Regions from separate parts of the Ovis aries genome. Here region 2 is linked to region 1. Evidence: chromatin contacts called from public Hi-C data. All regions are on one chromosome and are shown on one strand. Each heading gives the region's core, a stretch centred on a gene start, on an enhancer-like site or on the middle of the called end of the contact. The rest is flanking DNA. Distances are from core to core; before and after follow the strand shown.

The links. Hi-C and Micro-C count contacts between places; a contact is called where the count stands out from the background.
Region 2: a contact with region 1 is called in a Hi-C map of liver, with 3 times the contacts expected there. The contact joins two enhancer-like sites. A contact is called at or near these places in 9 of 16 Hi-C or Micro-C datasets (blood, hypothalamus, liver and 5 more).

The regions. Positions count from the first base shown.
Region 1 is chr13:16,175,365-16,180,479 of ARS-UI_Ramb_v3.0, forward strand. The region is part of intron 4 of CDC123 (cell division cycle 123); the gene reads left to right. Among named protein-coding and RNA genes, the nearest start is that of NUDT5, 23 kb to the left of the region's middle. Within about 2 kb of position 1,922, at least 3 of the 54 cell types and tissues checked have an H3K27ac peak or open chromatin away from gene starts, as enhancers often do. A contact at or near this core is called in liver, where this site is marked.
Region 2 is chr13:16,500,406-16,505,520 of ARS-UI_Ramb_v3.0, forward strand. The region is part of intron 2 of CAMK1D (calcium/calmodulin dependent protein kinase ID); the gene reads left to right. Among named protein-coding and RNA genes, the nearest start is that of TRNAE-UUC, 39 kb to the right of the region's middle. Within about 2 kb of position 2,761, at least 2 of the 54 cell types and tissues checked have an H3K27ac peak or open chromatin away from gene starts, as enhancers often do. A contact at or near this core is called in liver, where this site is marked.

The DNA.
Region 1 (5,115 bases), core at 672-3,171:
AAAACAAATAAACCCAAACAAACTCAAAAACTGGTTTGTTTTAGGGGTGATGGGCAGCATTTTCATTCTGAAAGATACCCTCTGTTTAGAAGATGTTGTGGCTTTCAGATTTTTTGTGCCATTGTAGAGCTTTTTGTCATCAAATGCTTTTGTAAAGAGGCCTTGGAATATATTGCATCAGAAATACCCTGTACCTGTTAATTCGCTGGATATGGGTTTTTGCTATTAGTTACAATGAATATATATATAAGGACATCATTTCCTTTCCACAGGATATAAACCATTTTTAATGCTCTGTAGCCGATGGTGTTTAAAACCATTTTTGCAGTCCAGTGACCTGCTGGCTTCCCTTAGCACAACTCTCCTTTTATCTTAGGTGAATTTAGCTATGATTCCAGTGAAGGGTAGAAATACTAGTCAGTCATTTTGCATTTTATGCTTTTTGACTTTTGCATGGGGAATAGGTTAAATCAGCAGGTGCATTTGAGGCCCTGTGTTTGGAGTGTTTGTCCGCAGAATACCATCCTTCTCCCTGTGTAAATAGTGTGGGTTGGCAGGACAGATACCAAGTGCTGAACTTTCAGACAGGCAGTACTTCCAGAAATCTTTGTCAGTCATCACTTATGTAACAATTCGTAAGTCTTATCAGTCTAGAAAAATCCCTATTGATTGGGTCAATATGGATGAACTTTGATCATAGAGGTCTTTCCAGACCCCTTAAAAATTAAAGAGTATGATCTTTAAGTAGGACAGGATCTTATCAGTGATTTAGTTTGACCCTTCCATCATTTAGAAAGTTGAGGCCCAAAACTGTTCAGTAATTTATCCCTATAGTTAATAGAACCAAAACCAGAATGTAATTTCAGTAATGTCATTCTAAATGTTCTTTGTGTTTTCATTTGATGAAGTTATAAATTCCTTCTTTTCTAAAATACTTCAAAGTAAAATATTAGAGTGTAAGAAGGAATATTATAGTATATAATTATGTGTGTAGAATTATATAACATTATGAAAATTATGTAACATTACACTCTTTGGGAGCTTGCTTCAACAAAAGAAACAAGGATACCATAGTTACATTTACAGGTTAACAGAAAGCCAACCAGAAAGAGTTCTCACACAGGGTTTTTAACAAATACATTATTTAACAGGGAGTCTGGAGATGGACTATTTCTAAGGGCTGTCGGCAGCTCATCAGGCCCAGCAGGGACCAGGCTCTTTCAGTCTTTCCCTCTGTCACCCTTGGCTTACTGGCTTGATGTTTGGGTTCATCACCCAACATCACAGAATGGTTACAAGGTAGCTGCTATTCTGCACATATGGTATGAAGATGACAATATCTTAATCGAAAATAGGAGGGGTGGTTCTGTTGCCTCTCGTTCTTCTCTGTGAGCAAGTAAAGCAGTCTGGAACCTTCCCTGAGACTTCCTGATAGCTCATGGTCACATACTCAACCTCATCCAGTCGTTGGCAGAGGGAACAGAGATGCTGTGACTGGTTTAGAACAGAGGCTCTCCAGCTTCAGCTTGGATCAGAGTCATCTGGAGAATTTGGTAAAACACAGCTTGCTGGTCCCTACCTCCCAAGTTTCCAATTCACTAGGCTGGGCTTGGGGCCCAAGAATGTAATTTCTGACACGTTCCCAGGTGACGCTGGTGCTGCAGGTGCGGGCCCGCAGCTCAAGGACTTTGTGCTTAGCTGTATATGTGCACCCCAGGGTGCCAGAGGACCACATGTCTTCAGCTGAACACCGCAGTTCCATTAGCAAGGATGAAGGTTGGGACCAGCTAGAGGGTAGATGACTAGGACTGCTGTCCCCATTGTAATTTGACATGGAATAGTAAGTACACTGTTATTTTTCCTGTTAGTCAAATGGTTATTGTGTACAAGAAGCTTTGAAAAGTGGAAGCTGAAATGTGACACAGCATTATCTCTCTGCATTGTACTTGCTGAGTGAATTATTTGCGCAGATAAACATTCTTTGTGATAAGGCTTGTTGAGTCAGAAAGCTGCTTTCACTAATTATTTTATTGATGGGGATGTCACTTCAGTAGACCAAGGCAAGAAAGAAAAATCTGGTATTCAGTTGGAATATAGAAGAAAGGGCTGAGTGAGTGAAAAAATTAATCCATTAATTGTTTCTCTGAGAAGGTCATGCATGACTAAGGAAGGCAGAGTTACTAGAGGTCAGCAAAGTTCACTTCTCTTAGTAATTTAAGCTCAGTTTTAATCAGCATAATTTTTATACATTTTGTTCTTAAGATTATTGGAACTGGTTATTAACCCTAAAATTCAGCAGCAAATAGTTTCAGGAGTAAAACTTTCTGCCTAAGTTAGACTTAACAGAACCTATACCTTATAATTTTTTTAGGCCCATTTATTTAGGTGACAGCATATTAAAAAGGAGAGACATTACTTTGTCAACAAAGGTCCGTCTAGTCAAGGCTGTGGTTTTTCCAGTAGTCATATGTAGATGTGAGTTGGGCTGTGAAGAAGGCTGAGCGCCAAAGAATTGATGCTTTGAACTGTGGTGTTGGAGAAGACTCTTGAGAGTCCCTTGGGCTGCAAGGAGATCCAACCAGTCCATCCTAAAGGAGATCAGTCCTGGGTGTTCATGGGAAGGACTGATGTTGAAGCTGAAACTCCAATACTTTGGCCACCTGATGTGAAAAGTTGACTCGTTTGAAAGATTGAGGGCAGGAGGAGAAGGGGACAACAGAGGGTGAGATGGTTGGATGGCATCACCGACTCAATGGACATGAATTTGGATAAACCCTGGGAGTTGGTGATGGACAGGGAGGCCTGGCGTGCTGCAGTTTATGGGGTCGCAGAGAGTCGGACACGACTGACTGAATGACTGAACTGAACTGATTTAGGTGACACTTTTTCCACTTTATATCACTTTAATTTTATTGTATTTTTAAAATTTAAGTGTAGCTGATTTACAGTGTGTTAGATTGTTACAATTTTAGATAGCATATTTTATCTCTTTTTGAAGAAGAATTTATGATAATTCGAATGAACACACCCAGTCTCCCTTAATTCAGTAACATTTTTTGTCTTTGCTTTTCCACCACCAGTGAGACCTTAAGAAATGGAATCTCTGTACCTAAACTCTTATTTTGGATCCTGACGAGCAGTAAAATCTTTAGCACTACCACTTTGGTGCTTAATTTTCTGTGGGTGCTATGTTTTTCTCTTTTATTTCTGTCCTTGGCATAATTTTTTTTTTTTCTGATATTAAAGGGTTGTTTTCTGTGACGTATAACGTTGTAATCTTCCATTGTTTTAGGGAAGCTTATGAATGAGGATTGTGCCCTAGTAAAATAACTAGGCGGTCTTCCCACTTTGAAATATTCGTGATTTTGTGTACTGCCACCCATAAAAGTTTAATGATGATGTCTTCTCTTATAAAAATAATCAAATTTTGATCTCAGCCAGTGGATTTAGGCAATACCTGAGTTGTCTAGAGTCAGTTCGCATAGTTACTGTTCTCCCAGTTGACTGAGTCTATGGTTTCTCTTTCCTTCCTTCCTGCCACATTGACTGGCCCGCTCTAGAGAACTCACAGCATTTGACTAGTGTAACTGCAGAGCATTAGAGACAAAGGGGTTCTTAAAAACAACCAGAGAGCAAAGGCAAATTTTGCAGAGAAACAGCAGTAGAACTGTCGGCAGATTTCTCGAGAGGAATCTTGTTTCATCAGTTCTTTTCCTGAGGGCCTGAGTCCTAGCGGGTGGAGATGAAAGTAGAACACGTGCCTGCGTGGTTTCTCCTTTCTATGGGACACTCGTCAATCTGGACCCGGACTGATTTCGGGTCTAACGAGGAATTCTGTAACAGTTGCCCAGATTCCAAAGTGATCACAAATGATTGCATGTTTTTTCATAACTCAGACAAATTTTCCAAGTGTTATTTAAATGTATTGGTTAACACAGTGGAAGTGTTAGGTATATGACATATTTCTTGCTTTTGCTCACAAATTTATAACGTTATATAATTTTACATTATATACTGAGTTGGGATTTGAGAATTTATACTAGTTCTTACCATGACTTTTAAATTATGTTAATAGGACAAAAGCTAGAGTAGATTGAACAATTCAATATTTCTTCTCTGTAACTTGCTTTCCTTGATCAGTGCCTTGCTGTTATTTTTGGAATCCTGCCTTGTTTTTTTTTTTTTTTGGCAAATGCGAAACTTATTTTTGGAAATGAGAGAATCAGGGTTTTTTTCCCTGTATTATAGATGCGAGTGTTTGGATCGTCTGTGTTCTTGGTTTAGTTGATTAGGGAATAATACAGATATTGTTATATTTGGTATGACTGAAGACATTTTATTGTTTTTGTTAGGATACTCATGCTAGGATTGTTTCTTCTTCTAGGAGTCTCAGTGTAGTAAGCAGCCTTGCTTGATTTAAGGATTTGTTTCTTTCCTTTTTTCACTGGGACCTGTAATTTTTAGACTGATAATTTGTGTAAGGATTGTAAACATTCAGGTGTTGCTAATACTCCACCTTAATGCATTTTTACTTTTTAAACCTACTTCTTCCAGAATATAAAAGGAATTTAGATATTCATATGCAGTATTTTTTGCAGTTTTTCATATGAGCTCCTGAAAATGTTATTGTTGACCTTCACATTCGGTCTTAAATTAGATGGCTGCACACTTACCTCTCCTTTCAGAAATTGTACTTGGCCATCTGGTTAATCATCTTAACAAGAAAAAGCCTTGTACAGTAATCTCATGCAAACATATGTTCTCATGTCTACCTTCTGAAACTAGTCAAGGTTTTTAAATAATGTTAAATGTTAAACCAATCACCACTTAAAAAATAATGTTACAGGATTGTAGGATGCAAACCTGTATTGAAATGTTAACTTATTTTAAAGTAACAAATGAGGATTAACCAAAGGTTGAAATTAATATTTGTAGGAAAATAGAAGCATTAAAAAATTTAGATAATGAAGACTTGTGTTTTGGAAGTGTTTGTTTTGATTTTCTTATAGAATTTTAAAAACAGGTATATTATAGAAACTTAATTTGTATGTGTGTGTGTTAGTAACTCAGTTGTGTCCAACTCTTTGCAACCCTGTGAACTGCGGCCTACCAGGC
Region 2 (5,115 bases), core at 1,511-4,010, 330 kb after region 1:
ACGTTGAAGCTTCCTTCCCCCAAGGCTCCTTGATTAACTATCTCATGTCCACACTGTCCACACAGGGGCTTCTGACTCAGTTTTGTGTGTACGTTGCAAGAGGTACCACACTCTGCACCTTCCTCCACCCAGGCCCTTATTCTTTCTGTACTTTACTCCTCAAATATTCTTGGCATCCTTTCCCTGAGATAAATCATTCTGCTAGGCTCTGTGCCTGCAAGAGTGTATTCCACAGTGCTGGCTGCCCCCCAGCCTCTGGTGAGAAAGCAACTCCAACACTGTGAACCCAGCACTGTGTGACTTCAGACAGTGCATAAGGAAAAAAAAGAAAGAAAGTGTTAGCTGCTCAGTTGTGTCCAACTCTTTGTGACCCATGGACTGTAGCTTGCCAGGCTCCTCTGTCCGTTGAATTCTTCAGGCAAGAATCCTGGAGTGGTTGTCATTTGTTTCGCTTTTTTTGCGTTGTTTGAGTCTTCCTGATTTTAACATAACTTAAAATAACTAATTATAAAGAGGCCAAAGATTCAGAAAAAAAAAAAAAGAACATTAGCATCTTAGGGAATGAATTTCTGAGGACAGGACTCTTTTGTATCTGAAAATATACTCATAATATTAATACTAGACTTCTTTAGGTAGAGCAGGGAAGAAACTTTAATTCCCTTCTGCATTATTTAGTGCAGTGGTTTCTTTTTTCCTTATCTTTCTTTTTTGCTTTGTTTTCTTCCTTTTTTAAGTAACAGAACCCTTTAAAAAAATACGTTTTTATACATAGAGAGCCCCAGTACACACACAGGTAAGACATGTGGTATTTTTTCAATGTGAATGTATAAATCTCATTTTGTAACTTTTATTACAAGTGCTCTCAAGGGGAACACAAGCCAACCTGCTGGTGGTGTCCACTGTGTTCACATTTGGTATCTATTGGAGTTGGGTCTGTAAAAGTTGTATCTCATGATGGCTCTAAAATACTTATTAAGAACATGGAGGAGTTGGGGGAAACCAGACTGGAAAGCTCGGATCCAAAGTGACCTCAAGGAAGTCTGGTTGTTGGACTAAGATGCTTGGATGTTTGGAGGGAAAAAAGTCTCCATGGCTTTGCTCTGAAAAAGGCAGTCACCTAAAACGCACCTGGCGGGCTGTGCGTGCCCGCGGCCTGGCCTGCCCTCCCCCGTCTCTGGCTTGAGGACTGTGGCCAACGCCTGGGCACAGCAGCTGCTCTGCGTGTGCGGAGGAGCCCAGGGACAGCCGCCATCGCCTCCCGGGCCACCCCTGTGTAGCTCTCAGGGGACAGCCGCCATCCCCTCCCGGGCTACCCCTGTGTAGCTCTCAGGGGACAGCCGCCATCCCCTCCCGGGTCAGGGTCAGTCCGTATGTCGGGGCTTCTCCCATTCCCTTATCCCTCACAGCACGATTGCGTTCCTAACTCCCTTTTAAATTCTGATTAGAAAGCGGGGTGAATGGAAATTAGTTTATGAGCCACCATCTGTGAACAGTATCATTCCTGAGAATTTGCTCATAGCCCTGGTGCTCATCCCCTGGCTTATCATAATCTTTTATTAGCAGGACGTCGTAAAACTATAAAGTCCAAACTACCTCAGCACTTCACACCCATCTACCATAAAACTACGATTTGGAGAGGTTATGCATGTATCAGATACATCGTTTTAACAATCATTGACAAAGCAAAACATGTTGTTCTTTCTAATCATGTCTCTAATTGCAGTTATGAAGAAATTCACTCTTGCTTTCTCAAGAAGGAACAGAGTTGCCCTTATTAGACAGTCGTAGAGATTACCTCTGTTTTTTTAAGTCGTATAAATGATATATATTATAAATATATAAATATAATAAATATAATAAATATAATAAATAATATATAACAGATAAATATATATTATATATAATTTATACAATTAAAAAACACAGATATATATATATATATATATGGCTTCCCAGGTGGCACAGTGGTAAAGAATCCACCTGCCAGTTCAGAAGACACAAGAGACATGAGTTCTATCCCTTGGTCAGGAAGATCCCCTGGAGAAGGAAATGGCAACCCACTCCAGTATTATTGCCTGGAAAGTCTCATGGGCAGAGGAGCCTGGCAGGCTACAGTCCATGGGGTTACAACAGAGTCAGACCCAACTGAGTGACTGAACACAGTGTGTGTGTGTGTGTGTGTGTGTGTGTGTGGCTGATTGTGTGCTATATATACACACAGTCAGCCACAAACATCCTCATGAAAGTGCCCGAACACTACTTTTTCCATCAAATGCATTTGATTTCCTGAAGCCTGGGGCTGACCTGAGCAGCCCTGAGCAGTGACATTGTTTATCACTGATGTTTAAAAGCTAAAGAAAGCTCGATTCTGGCCAGTTGTCTGAAGGTGGGCACTTTTCTAGAACATTGAGAAGTGTCTAGTTCCATCCTCCTCAGTCTGAAATGGAGCTGATGGGAAACAGTTGTTCAGAGCAGACTTCTGTCTCTAGTTTACTCTTTTAACTCTTCTTCACCCCATCTTTTTCTTGTATAACTTGCTCCTCGCTTTAGCAACAAACAGCACAGTATTCCAGCAGATTTACGGAGCCTCCAGCCTCCTGCTCCTCTGGCCGTGAGGCTTCGTTGTCTGGAGGGAGCACAGGTGGCAGCCATGTGCCTCTGCATTCCTTACCCATGCTCCCGGGGCTCCACGTTCACCTGCAGGCTGTGCTGTGCCAGGGCCGTGCCCCTGAGCCACTCTGGGCACCTGCGGGCTTGGCAGAGCCTGGATTCAAGTTGTGAAATACAGGACCTCACCGTGGGTATTGGCACAGAGAAAGCACAGGGCTCTCGTGATAGGAAAGAAAAGGGACATGATGTCTTTTCCCAGGATTCCAATGCATTGTCTTGGCCCCCTTTCCTTTATGCTCACAGGGATGCCAGTTGTTCAGAGCTACAAGCCTCTTAGAGGTGCTCCTTGAATGCAGACCCCATGTCTTTGGTCTGGGGCACAGTGTGTGTGTGAGGAAGCCGTGGGATGCAGCCCCGGCTGTCAGCCTCTGGCTGCAGGTCATCACAGGATCGCACATTGTGTGGCTTCAGTTCGCACTGGAATGACCTGCAGTGACCCTGGAACAAGCTTTCTGAGAGTCCCTTCGTAAGGTGTCTTTGGAGGCTGGATTTTCGTATCAGTTCATTTCAGTTGCTCAGTTGTGTCTGACTCTTTGCAACCCCATGAATCGCAGCACGCCAGGCCTCCCTGTCCATCACCAACTCCCGGAGTTCACTCAGACTCACGTCCATCGAGTCCGTGATGCCATCCAGCCATCTCATCCTCTGTCGTCCCCTTCTCCTCCTGCCCCCAATCCCTCCCAGCATCAGAGTCTTTTCCAATGAGTCAACTCTTCGCATGAGGTGGCCAAAGTACTGGAGTTTCAGCTTTAGCATCATTCCCTCCAAAGAAATCCCAGGGTTGATCTCCTTCAGAATGGACTGGTTGGATCTCCTTGCAGTCCAAGGGACTCTGAAGAGTCTTCTCCAACACCACAGTTCAAAAGCATCAATTCTTCTGCGCTCAGCCTTCTTCACAGTCCAACTCTCACATCCATAGCTGGTAAATGAAAGTTATAAGACTTTATCTCTGTTTCCAGGCAAGTAATAGCTTTATGTTCTGCAAGACTCCAAGGCGTCTTCTCATGTTAAAACATCCAGAGAAATGTATATTACCCTTTGACAGAAAGGTAGCCAAAAATCCAGAGAAGGAAATCACAACATTCCCTAAAATGTGTTAGTGTTTCAAGGCCTTACTAAGACCTTAAAATATTAGAAATGTTATAGTTAACCAGTTGAAATTTGTTAAATTTTCATATTATTTTTCCCAGAGGACTGATATGTAGGCCCAGTAGCCTTGAACCTTCATCCTAAGGACACCCTGCATCTTATCTTTAAATCAGATCAGTTATGAAATAAATGTATTCAGCCAAGTATTTAAAAGTAAATCCTTTCTCACCATTCAAGGTTTTTATTAACTCAGTAACTTATCAGAGGAACTCAGACTTTGCATTTGAATCACTTGGATTTTTTTTGTTTTTTCTAATTCAGAAGCCTAGGCCACTTTCCAAGACAATTAAATCATAATCTCCAGGAGGGGTGGATCCAGATAGCATATATTTTATTTTAATTTTACTTATTTGTTTTTAAAGGAGCAGTTTGCGGGGGTCTTTGTTCTCTGAGTAGGGATCAGATTTGTGCCCCCCTGCGGTGGAAACATGGAGTCTTAACCACTGGACCACCAGGGAAATCTATCCTATATTTAAAAACTCCTCAGATTAATTCTAAAAATTATCAAAAAATCAGATAATTCTGATTTTGAGACCTACCTGTAATTTATTATGGGTGGTGATAGGAGTAGGAAAGAAAGAAAGAGTCGAATCTTCTAACCTTTTTTTGATTCAGGTGCCCAGGTTTTGCGTGTCTTTGGCCTGTAACCCTTTAGGAAGGCTGAGATTAGTCACTCGTTGATTTATCCATTTTTCTGCAACATTTACTGAGTGCTGGCATGTGCCAAGCACTGAGTGTTTCACACTGACTTGAAACTAACTCATTTCTCCTCTGAATTAAAGACAACCAAGCCTTGGCTGGAACTTCTGGAGTTATTCCAGACATGAACAAACCACTCGGTCCTTTCTCTGTTGGTTCAGGGCCTTGTAGAGGCTAACTGTGGGAGAGGGAAAAGAAAGTCTTTTCCTTGTAAATGGATTCTTATCTCAAGAAATTCTATTCCATGTCTAACTGACAAATTTGCCCACGCAAAAGAGCCTGTTGAAGCATGACTTGTAATCCAGGTTTCTGTATAGCAGGCAGAATCCTGGAGAACACTGCATATTGGCTTAGAATCAAGCTTTGTGGGATCATACATACTTCAGTATACTTTGCTCATTATAATTTTAGATTCATTGATTGCTAGAGTTGGAAAGGACCTGAGGGAGTCTCCTGTTTGCCTAGTTAATTTCCAGAGGAGGAAACTAAGACTCTGGAAAATAATGGAATCGACATACGACCCCCTTGAGACACGTTACCGTGATAGTCTCTAGTCCCGCCTCCTGACATAAGGCTCCACTCTGTGTACCCTGTCTT